2 separate regions of the Danio rerio genome follow, and region 2 is linked to region 1. A link is a contact called in public Hi-C data. All regions are on one chromosome and are shown on one strand. The core of a region is the stretch at or near the end of the contact, and the rest is flanking DNA. Distances in the headings are between cores, read along the strand shown.

Region 1 (6,064 bases), core at 2,899-5,398:
AAAAAAACATCTTGTTGTAAGAGCAACAATTAATAACTTGAATTCTAGTTGATCATTTGGAAAAGTAGCAGAAGTTAGATTTTTCTGATGAATCATCTGTTGAACTGAATTTTAATCATCACAAATACAGCAGAAGACCTACTGGAACCTGCATGAACCCAAGATTCTTACAAAAATCAGTCAAGTTTGGTGAACAAAAATCATGGTTTGGGGTTATATTTAGCCTAGGGATGTGAAAGAGATCTGCAAAGTGGATGGCAACATCAACAGCCTGAGGTATCCAGACATTTGTGCTGCCCATTACATTACAAACCACAGGAGAGGGCAAATTCATCAGCAGGTTAGCACTCCTCATACTTTAGTCTCCACATTAAAGTTACTGAAAGCAAAGAAGGTCAAGGTGTTCGAGGAATAGCCAGCCCAGTCTTCAGACATGAACATTATTAAGCATGTCTGGGATAAGATGAAATAGGAGGCATTAAAGATGAATCCAAAGAATCTTGATGAACTCTAGAAGTCCTGCTAGAACACTTTCTTTACCATTCCATATGACTCTATAAGTTATTTGAGTCATTGCAGAGATGTATAGATGCTCCTCTAAGCTCATGGGAGTCATGCACAATATGAATTCTTTTTCCACTGCACCATGACTTTATATTCTATACTATACAATATTTCTGTTAAGTGACAAGACTTTTGTTCAAGCAAAGTCAGTCTGTTCTTATTAAATAAAAAATAAATAATAAATAATCAAAGTGTTATGACTTAAATTGATATATATATATATATATATATATATATATATATATATATATATATATATATATATGCAAGAGGGATTAATTAATGCTCCATTTATCGTTTAATTGTCATAAAGTGAATTTACCTTGGCATTTATATATGCTGTTTTGCTTTAAGAACAGTTTTCCTATGATGCTTAGCGCTACTGAAAGCGCTCCTGTAACCATTGCAACTGACTCAGTGTGAGAGAGTGAGTGTGTGTTCGGAGTTTCGCTCCTGCTTCAGTATACAAAAAACTTTAGTAAACAGTTCATTTTTCGTCTAAACAAAGTTTTCCAGTCGTCATTATTGCTGCTAGATGAAAAGACAGAACACAAAGCATGAACTTATTTTATTTTGGTAAAATAAACGTAATCTAGAGGCCTTTAATATTAGCTTGTTTCTTATACCAAACTATCAATAATAGAAGTCAAGTTATTATTTGTTATTGCTAAAACTTGAATAGTTGACAACATCTTTGGCAGGTAATGCACATGAAGACAGAATGGTCATTTTTGGGTGAACTATAACATGAATTTTGATACCACACCTTTGCCCTCTTTTCCATATGCAAGAGCTGGAGGGATGGTCAGTTTCCTCTTCTCTCCTGCACACATGTTTTGAAGACCCTTATCCCAGCCCTTGATCACCTCTCGGATCCCCAACGTGAACCAGACAGGGTTTTTGTCTCCTTGATGGCGGCTGCCAACAGTAAGATGTGAACTGAAGGTTAGAGGCTTGCATATTTGACTTGTTTGAGCTGGCAGCTGCACTTTGGAATATGATGGATGGTTTCTCTCTGGTCATTATCTGATCCAAAATAGACTAATTTGGATAAGCAACACAATGGCTAAAGGTGGTCAAACTGGTTTTTGGGTTTTGGCCGGTGGTCATAGATACTGGCTAGAAACTATGCACATGTATAAAAAAAAAAAAAAAAAAAAACGAAAACATAGCAGTTAAATGGAATTGTGTATTTACTGGAAAAGTAATAAATGCTTTTTGACAATTAATTTAGGCATTCTTTTTTTTTTTTAAAGTATTTTGAGATTATTTTGGCTTAGAAGAGATGCAAAAAGAAGAAGCTTTATATTATCTGAATAAGATTTTTAAGTTATTTAAGAGATGACAAAAAATGATAAACATTTTGTGTTCTTGCATCAATTTTTTAAGTAATAGAATGAATCTTGAATGCTTTAAGATCCTCAAAATACACATCATTATTTTACTTATATTTCACATAATAGTTACATAATATTACTTTTAGTTACAATAATTACATAATATTACTTTTTATGCCATTAAGTAGCATTACTTTTCTTGTCTTACATTCAGACTTTGGACCTGTATGGAACACTATTAGTAGAGTTGCACAATATAACATTTCAGCATCAATATCAAATTGTGATCATTTACAATAGTCCCACAGCAGAACATGCAATGTTGAGTCAAGATTATAATTTATCATTTAAATGTGTTTTTGACTGTATGAGGGTTAAAAACATTTAGGCATAACAGATTGTATAATTTCTAACTAATTGTTTCTATAATGAAGATTATGCAGGATTACTTTACATTTGATCATTTGGTTACCATATACCGGAATACAGTTAGGCTCATTATAAAGCAATTAAACAGTAAAAGTTTATATTCATTTGTATCTTTTTATATTTACCTATGCCTGTAGATTGTTAATTAGATTTTATGCAGATGCACTGCCCTACAGAACCATCCCAATCAATCTAGAATTATACATTCTTTACAAATAGATATTCAAGACATCTGGTGAAATTGAATTCAAATATTGCAGAATAACAAAATATCACAATGTTAAATGTTTCCAATATCATGCAGGCCTATTAGTTATCAGCATTCTTCTTGTAAACCTATCTATGAAATTATATTAGTGTCCGAGACTGAATTTATATGCATGTCTACTTCATCTATAAGCGAATGTTAATAAATTAAATAATTCATTATTTTTTGTTTATTTTTTATTATTTAAAGCTTTTTATAATGAAGCTATGTGTGTGTTTCATTAATCTGGACTGTTTTTGTGAAATCATGATTTATTAATTCAAAATAATTGAGATATTTCCTATTCATTTCAATAATGTTAAAGCTTACATAAAGTAAATACAGACAGTTATTTTCTTTTTGTTGTTCATGTGTAACTAATTTGAAATTTCGAAGATGATGGCTATTACATTTTATCAGTGAGAAGTTGCTTACAAGACATGCAAAATGTTTTTTTAAGATTTCACCTGGAATGAAACATTGTGCCGTTACTCTCCAGAAAGCCATCGTAGTGAACCAGAAGAATATCCCCGTATTTGGATTTACGATGACAAAGGAAAGGTTTGTATAAAACTTCTATTTTCACCTCAGGCTCCGGAAGTTTTGCTCCATGCACGTAAAAGAAAAATGCAGAAAAGATGCATGTCCACAACTCTGGAATCATCTTAATATGAAGAACAGTTTGACACTTTCTAACTACTCGACTAATGTTTCATGTACAAAAAAAGTTCTGAAAAACTTCCCAAACTACAAGTTGCCCTGCCACAGCTACGTGGCAAGCGAAATTTCTTCAGGGGGTCTTAAATCTTTCCCAAAGTAGTGATGTCTGACTCGTAAGCGAGTCGATCTTCTGAGTCGACTCAATGAATCTGAACTCTTGGACCGAGCAGTGCAATCAAGGCTGTTCAGCGTTTACATCTAGAACGGTTTATGACCGGATGTATTATTTATAAACCTACCTGAAACTTATTAAAACGTAAATAAACGCAAATTACTATTATTAAAAGCTAATTATTTGCAATAAGTGTAATTTTATTGTTCGTAAAATACAAATTATATATTTAAGTTAGTTTTTAATACTTGAACTTGTGACTTTAATAAATACTCGCACAATAAGTCGCTTTGATTATTAAAAAACTGAAAAATAATAAAAAGCACGTGTGCCACGTTGAAGTAAAACGCTTTTTTGAGACATTCTGTTCAAAAGAACCGACTCACGTAATGAAGCGAGCATCAAATCACACTCCCAAATTCCAATGCAAAAAAAATTACACCCCAAAACCAAAACGTTGTTTTCTTATTGGTCTGCTTTCTTTTAAGCCACTCCTTATCTGCTAATAATCGATATTCATTGGACGATGTACACGTAATCTCAGTGGAGCTACGCCCATGGGTTCACTTCGTATCCAATAAGAAGAGCGCTAAGAGAAAATCCCACAGATGTCACAGGCGTGGGCCGATCCTTCTACGATCACATGGATTGGTATTCTCAAACCATCTACGCCAGTCTGTTGCGTAACCTCGGTTCGCTCCAGTCGTGCAGCGTCTTTTACATTCGACTGTCGTAGGTAAGAATTATCTCGAGTTTCTCAAAGCGGCTGTGTTGAGTTCGGTCTTGCCACGACAAAGTAATGAATTGTCAAGAGGGGGTCAACCATGGAGGGAGTTCTCTATAAATGGACCAACTATATTAGTGGTATGTATATTGTTATAGTTAAAAGTATATCACGTAAACGAGGGAAGTCTGTAAAGCAGTTAGCCTGTTTGCTAGCTCCATATATGAAGTTAAGCTATCATCCTCTTTAACTCTCTGTGTCGTTACTTTTTAAAAGCATTGACACGAAGACATCAATAATCTGCTAAAATAATTTGCTGAAAGGGTTGCTTTTGTCCATATCATCAACGTACGTACTGCATTCTGCAGACAATGGCAGTTAAAAAGCTTGACTGGAAAAACAAGTCGAGCCATATAATGTTCATGGATCTAAAATGTCATCAGGTGCGTTGTTATTGTGTCATTTGCTGTGTTAAACGTCATTGCTCCTTTGAAAGGTTGGCAGCCACGTTGGTTCGTTCTTGAGGGAGGGACTCTTTCCTATTATGACTCTCAAGAAGATGCTTGGAAAGGATGCAAAGGGAGCATTAAAATATCTGTGTGTGAAATACAAGGTAAGAAGGCAGAGCCAACCAGCTATTCTTTGTGTTTTGCAGAAGAGCTCATGAATATATGCTTCTGAGTGCTAACAAGTGGTTGTTTCTTCATCTTTTTAAGTCATACAAATAAAAGATTTTAATATGACCTACAAATGAGCATGTAGTGCAGTTAAACCATCAATTGCATCAAAGATAAAATTCTGAATAAACATTATAATGTCATTAACATTTAAATATATTTTTTTCTATTTTTATATAATTCGTGTTAGTCCCCCTGTTTATTTTTACCCCAGTTTCTGTTTAAAGATGAGAAGATTTTTTTTTCATCACATTTCTAAACATAATAGTTTATATATATATATATATATATATATATATATATATATATATATATATATATATATATATATATATATATATATATATATATATATATAAATTTATATATATATAAAAAAACTCTAAAGGGGTCTAATAATTCTGACTTCAAATATATATATATATATATATATATATATATATATATATATATATATATATATATATATATATATATATATATATTGTGTGTGTGTGTAATATATTTTGTAAATATGAACTTATTTTGGAAGCTTTCATACACAGTGGCAATTCAGAGTGCTTTACATAAACAGGAATAACAGAGATAAGTATAAATAAAAGCAAATAACATAAAAACATTAAATCACAATTAATCGTTTAATTATCAGCACAAATTTTAAGTCTTGCTTTTAGAACTTATTCTTATAGTTTTATTGATTCTGTTTTGATTTTATAATTTTACTTTTTGTAGACTCAGTCTATGATATTACGTTGTATTTTATAATACATTATTGAAAGTAAAAATTATCGTATAATTTAAAAGTAAAAACAACCTATTTTAATATTTACTGTGTAAAAATAATACTTTGAAACCTTTTCATGATATAAGTGGAAACATCAAAAACATTAATAACATTGGAAAATGTGTTGGAATTATTTAATAAAAATAAAGTAACCATTTATTAATTTTATTGTACTTCATTTATAACCAGTAATTTCATCAAATTATGCAAAACAATAACTGGTATTGAGATTTTATTTAGGATAAATAAAATAAATGCTTGATAATGTACTTAGCCTTATGAAGATAAATTGAACGTTAGTTCTTCTCTTAAAAAAAAAAAAAAAATAAAACTAAAAAAGTATTTTTCACTGGCTTTATGTCCAAAATGTAGCACTATTAAACATGATACTTCACTGGAGACTAAGGCACTAGCCACAATTATTGCTTTAAATAATAAAACAAGGTTATTCTTGTTTCTTCACTGTTGAC
Region 2 (5,774 bases), core at 2,552-5,051, 200 kb before region 1:
ATAAACAAACAAATAGCAATTGTGATATATTGGTAGTTGAGCTACACAATAAAATGTTTCCTAATTATAGGAAAAAATAGTTTTTCCTAATCAATGACTGGCTTACCCTAGGGCCAAAATCCAACGAGAATTCCAGAAACCGTTTACACTGGCAGATGAAACATGAGTAAACTAAAAATCAGGTTGTTGTCACGCTGTAGCTGCAGCAGTCACATGACTACATGGGCGCTGTGTCATGTGATCAAACTAAACCAGGAACTTTAGTCTAAAATAGGGACCCCTAGAGGCACAATTTAGAGTGTACCTGAAAATGTTGTACATTTGCTCTACCTAATGATCATCACATGTGAAAGTTTCACTAGGTTACTTAAAAAAAGAAAAAAAAAAAACTCATAAATGTTAAAGTCCTGAATATTCAAAACCACTGAAACTGCTTAAATCTGGCATCAAATATTCTATTTTGGACTTTTGAGCAAAATCTCTCTATAAAAAACAACCAATTTGTGTATTGCCAAATTGTGTATGGCCAACAATAAAACTAAAGAAAAAAATTAGGAACTCATAAATACATGTGACAACTATTGTGCAAATACAAACATCCTCTGACCTGATATCTATGAAAAAAATACCACTGTATAGCATGTCACAGATAACACAACTAAACACATCATGCAGTCTTCAAATAATGGTTTTTATTATTAAGGGCTCTGTGTGAAAAAGTAATTTGCCCCCTTGTTAAAACATAACTAGACTCCGGTTTATCACACCTCAGTTCAATTTCTCTATAGCCACACATAGGCCTGATTACTGCCACACTTGTTCGCGATCAAAAAAAGAAAAGATAATCTATTAAATATGACTTGCCTGGCAAAGTGTATTAGACCAAAAGATCCTCAAAAGCTAGACATCATGCCTAGATGCAAAGAAATTCAAAATTTCCCCACTACATGTCAGATTTTACCTACTCTCCATCATGAGGAAGACAAGTAGGAATCATTATTAAGTGTGTGTATTATGGAGGACTCATAAAACTAGATTGGAGAGCTGTTATCCAAACCGTATGCATTATAGAAGTTATATATTAAAAATACCCTTAAATATAAATTTTTACTGCTACTTTCTATGAACTTAAATCCATCAATTTTCACTGGTATTAGTATTTTTTTCAAAGTATGCTTTAAATGCCTTAAAATAAGTAAAATCTTTGTAGACTACAAATATATGTATATCACTTTTTCTAAATGCGGGCAATACATTATAGATTAATTTTATTTAAAAATATATATATATTATATTAAACTTAGTTTTTAAAGCAACTATAGCGGCCAGGAAGGGGGCCTACAAGGGGCCTCTGAATTCTTAATCTGGGCCTGCCAAGAGTGCAGCAACTCATCCAAGAAATGACAAAACAACAATATTCAAAGAATTGCAGGCCTCACTTGCCACATTAAAAGTGAGTGTTCATGACTCCACCATAAGATAAAGACTGGATAAAAATGATTTGCCTGGCAGAGTAGGATGTAAATAAATGCTGTGCAAAAAATAAAAAATAAAAAAAAAATAAAAAAAATAAAGGCTTATCTTGGTTTTGCCAGATAACATCTTAATGATTCTCAAGATATATGTGCAAAAGGTGTGATGCAATCTCTCCAAAAGACAACAATAGTCATGTGACAGCTATGTATATATCTATATGAGTGACCTAAAGTTGAAGCAAACTTTTTCTGCAGCAGGACAATGATCCAAAGCACATCAGCAGGTCCTCTTCTGAAATGGCTGAAGAAAAACAAAATGAAGACTTTGGAGTGGCCTAGTCAAAGTCCTGGCTGGAATCCAATTGAGATGTCTGGTGGAAATTCATTTTATTTATCTTATTCGTTTACTCATTTATATTATAGTATATTTATATTTACAGTATAAAGGTCTGTTCTTTTATTCTTCCATGGATGTACTGTTTAAATTAGACCAAGTGTGACCACTTTAACATCTGTTTATCACCAGACAAGATCTGGTTCAGTACCTGGTGATTTAACAAGCTACATGTTCGATGGGGAGGTAAGACTGTGTAACTGTGATTCATCCTGTATGTCACTGATGACCTTGTGGGTATTGCAAACTAGATAAAAAGAGAATGCACTCTGTTTCTGTGTCTCACTCTGCAGAAACTGTCATTGATGTATGTTTGTATGACCTTCTTTGCAAAGAATAAAACTTTGGATAAGAATTTGTCTTTACCACTGAGAGAGCCTCCTTAATGCTTGAAACCACCAATGTGGATGAATTACAACATATCTACGAAGATGAGTGGGACAAAATTCCTTCACAGTACTGTAACAGACTCCTTGCAAATAATTGAGAAAAAAAAAATTGATTGCAGTTATTGCTTCTATAGCTGGCCCAACCAGATATTAGGTTTATGGGGCAAACACTTTTTCACACAGGGCTTTGCAGTTTTGTATTTTTTTTTGCACCTAATAATAAAAACCTTCCTTTTCAATCTTCACAATTCCTTTTTTTGTAACTTTGTATCATATTTATATAAGAACAATATTATTTTTAAGAGAGTGTGACAATATTACAAGTCTTTCAATACATTATGTCATAAAAAGGCTAACTTTATAATGGCCATTGATTCTGATTGACTGAGCCACGTTTAAAGTTACAATTTTTTTCAACAAAAAATACACCAGTGACCTTACCACTCTTATATTTCTATACCACTGTCTGCTGCTGTTGTCCCAGATGTTATAAATCTTAGCAAATTAACTTTTTATTAACCACTTGCCAAAATTAAAAGGTGTTATGCTAAACCATGGATGTTTGTGCATGTGCACAGATTGCAAAGTGCAAAGGGAAGATTATTTAAAAGTTTACACTTTCAGGTATGGTTCTGTTTGATCATCGAATAACATTCTTTGTTGCAACAGAGTAAACATGCCATAAAACTGCCTGGTTAAAACTACTCTGCTATTTATATAATATTTATTCAATTCACCTATACCGCATGTCTATAGCCTATAAATCGGATACGCAGCCAGCCGGAAATACGATATACACATCAATATAGAGACTTTTTTTATGACACTGTATAACAATAATTAATATTTTTACAGTACTGTGATGGTTGGGTGTTTCCCAGTGCTGTGTTGTGGCTGGAAATGCATCTGCTGCATAAAACATATGCCAAAGTAACTGGTGGTTCATTCTACTGTGGCGAACCCTAATAAATGAGAGACTATAAGCCGAAGGACATGAGAGAGTGAACACACACCCGAGGCGGTTATAAAGTAACATCATCAATTCTTTCTAACTGAATATTTTACCACCACACCCAATTGAAAGTATGTTGCACTTGTCTATCAACGTCAATAAAAGTGTCATAAAAGCTGTAAAAACTGCTATTAATGCTTTTATATTTTATCAGTTCTTATTCACATTTATTATAAATGTTGTGAAACATTAATTTATTTTTCATGCTACGTTACCATTCATTTTAGTGGTTTATAATGCATATTTTAAAGCAACTGTACAGCAAGGGTACTGCTATTTTTTGTGCCAGTGATTTGTTCTTTAACTATGTAACATGTAACAAAACACTTGTGACAAACAAGCAAATTGATGAACATGTAACATTTCTGAACAACACTAACGGAATTCAACTTTCTTATATGGACACAGCCCACAGCAGACAATCATGCATCTGCGGTTTACAGTATGGTCAGGTAGACAGGAGGAATGTGCGCGCTCCGGTGACGCGCGTTTGTTTCACTTTAAGAGGCGGATTCGCCTGTGCACACACTGTGTGTTTATTACGAGCCTTGAAGTGGCACATGGAAGCGATACAGTGCAATCACAGACTCTAAATATGGCGAAACCTACAGTCACGGACAGCACGCGGAGCGACGAGGAAGTTTTTTTGTATTCTGCATTTCACAACAGCGAGGAGTAGACGAGTTGTCATATTTTCTGTGCGTATATTTCGGCTCGTATCAACTAGTTTCACCATATGGTTCTTCTGCTGCCACATACGCGCCTGTAAATGCGGCAGCGTTGGCGACTCCCCTCTGCTCCGACACTCACAGCTGGGCATTATCGGCTCTTTTGGAGGAACTCTGGAAAGCTGAAGACCGGTCAGGAGAGCAGGGACTGGGATGGAAGAGCTGTCAAGCCCTAACATACGCAAGTAAGCGGAGAGATTCAGTGAATTAGACGCGATGGCAGCGTCAAGTAACTCCAGTCTGTCGGGCTCCTCTGTCTCTTCGGGTGAGTGAATTCAAAATGTTAACGTTTATATTGTGTTTGGGGGTCTGCAGAAAAAGCGACGAAATCTGATTTTTAGATTGTCGGTAGTTTCAGGTTTGTGGTTTTGGATGTAATTAAAGCAGACAGGAATGAACATGGTGAAGAGGTGTGTCGTACTGTACCTTTCCTTCATTCAGGATGAACTAGACCCACCTTTAACTTCCTAATCCAATACAAGAGCATGCGATCGTTGATATCACCAATGCACGCTGGCAGAGGGTTGTGTAATGTCACACTCACAGTGCACGAGTTATAAGGTTCATCTTTATCTATGTGTGATTCATAATAAACAGTTACGAGTCTTTAGTTTGGCAACGATAATTACTATTGTGGTGGACAATGAAAATTATAAATATACATGTACATTTGAATTACTATCGTTTCACATAACACTTTCTTCAGTGAAATATCTGCATGCACATAAATGTGTTTAGTTAAATAAAGGTTTGTTTTTGTTTTCCTCTAATATATTGTATAAGCAAATGTTATGTTATTTATGTGACAAATTTGTTATCTACTTTTTCCTAACATATTCAGTATAAATAAATTACTATTGTTAAGTAAAAACATAAATAATCAGCCCTCTTACCATGGATTCATGCTGTAAAGAAAGATATTTTTGATATTTAAGGAAATGTCAGCATCATGACCTTGAATACAAGGATAATATCTAAATGAACTGTACAACTGTCAGCTCTGATTATTTTAATATTTGGAAACATACTGTAGCTTGAAATGACATAATGCATTTTATTGAAGTCAGTTTGAAATAAAATGTCAACTTTTTGTTACATTTTTGGCCTTGGAATTTTCACTCAAAATATATTACTTATTGTATCTCATGAAAACTTCGACTCATTAACCTATTTGGTCTACCATTATTCTTGTTTTTTTATTTTATTTATTTATTTATTTATTTATTTAGATTTTTTTACTGCAATCTTTAAACTTCTGTTATTATAGAACAAGTCTGTGTGATGGGTGGGGATTCAGGATTGGATTACGATATAGTAATATGCTGTATCCTTTCTATATTAAACAAAAACTGAAATAATAAAAACAATTGTTCACAATATATATATATATATATATATATATATATATATATATATATATATATATATATATATATATATATATATATATATATATATTACTTTTTATCCTATTGTTTGGGATGTTTTACACAATGGCAATGTACTAAAACTTTGGAAAAGTTTTGCATAGATACAAAACAATAAAAAACATATTTTTTAAATAATCCCCATTCAAACGTATCTGCAAAAATGACAAAAAGTATCTGTATTATTGAAGCCAGGCCAGTGATTTGCATGTTAAAGAAAAACTGCACACAGAAGATATCTGAATTCTTCAACAGAGAGGTAAATACAAGCAAATTAGTTGGCTTGTTTTCTTGAGCTGTCCTTGTTTTGGTTGTTGAGTACTCACACATGCCTATAGACTTTATCATT

The links. Hi-C and Micro-C count contacts between places; a contact is called where the count stands out from the background.
Region 2: a contact with region 1 is called in a Hi-C map of hematopoietic stem cells, with 3 times the contacts expected there. The contact joins the promoter of chn2 here to the promoter of plekha8 in region 1. A contact is called at or near these places in 2 of 18 Hi-C or Micro-C datasets (hematopoietic stem cells and an unstated tissue) and 1 of 4 datasets of contacts at active chromatin or transcription factors (embryo).

What each region holds. Positions count from the first base shown.
Region 1 is chr16:21,640,881-21,646,944 of GRCz12tu, reverse strand. It overlaps plekha8 (pleckstrin homology domain containing, family A (phosphoinositide binding specific) member 8), which reads left to right and starts at 4,148. Exons shown (of 13, transcript NM_001007374.1): 1 at 4,148-4,273; 2 at 4,630-4,746. The coding sequence starts at 4,234. It overlaps fkbp14 (FKBP prolyl isomerase 14), which reads right to left and starts at 3,349. Exons shown (of 4, transcript NM_001003471.1): 1 at 3,045-3,349; 2 at 1,331-1,482. The coding sequence starts at 3,241.
Region 2 is chr16:21,838,769-21,844,542 of GRCz12tu, reverse strand. chn2 (chimerin 2) reads left to right here and starts at 3,801. Exons shown (of 13, transcript XM_694550.11): 1 at 3,801-4,263. The coding sequence starts at 4,215. The region is part of intron 1 of LOC141378087 (a long non-coding RNA gene); the gene reads right to left. cpvl (carboxypeptidase vitellogenic like) reads right to left here and starts at 147. Exons shown (of 13, transcript NM_199278.1): 1 at 107-147.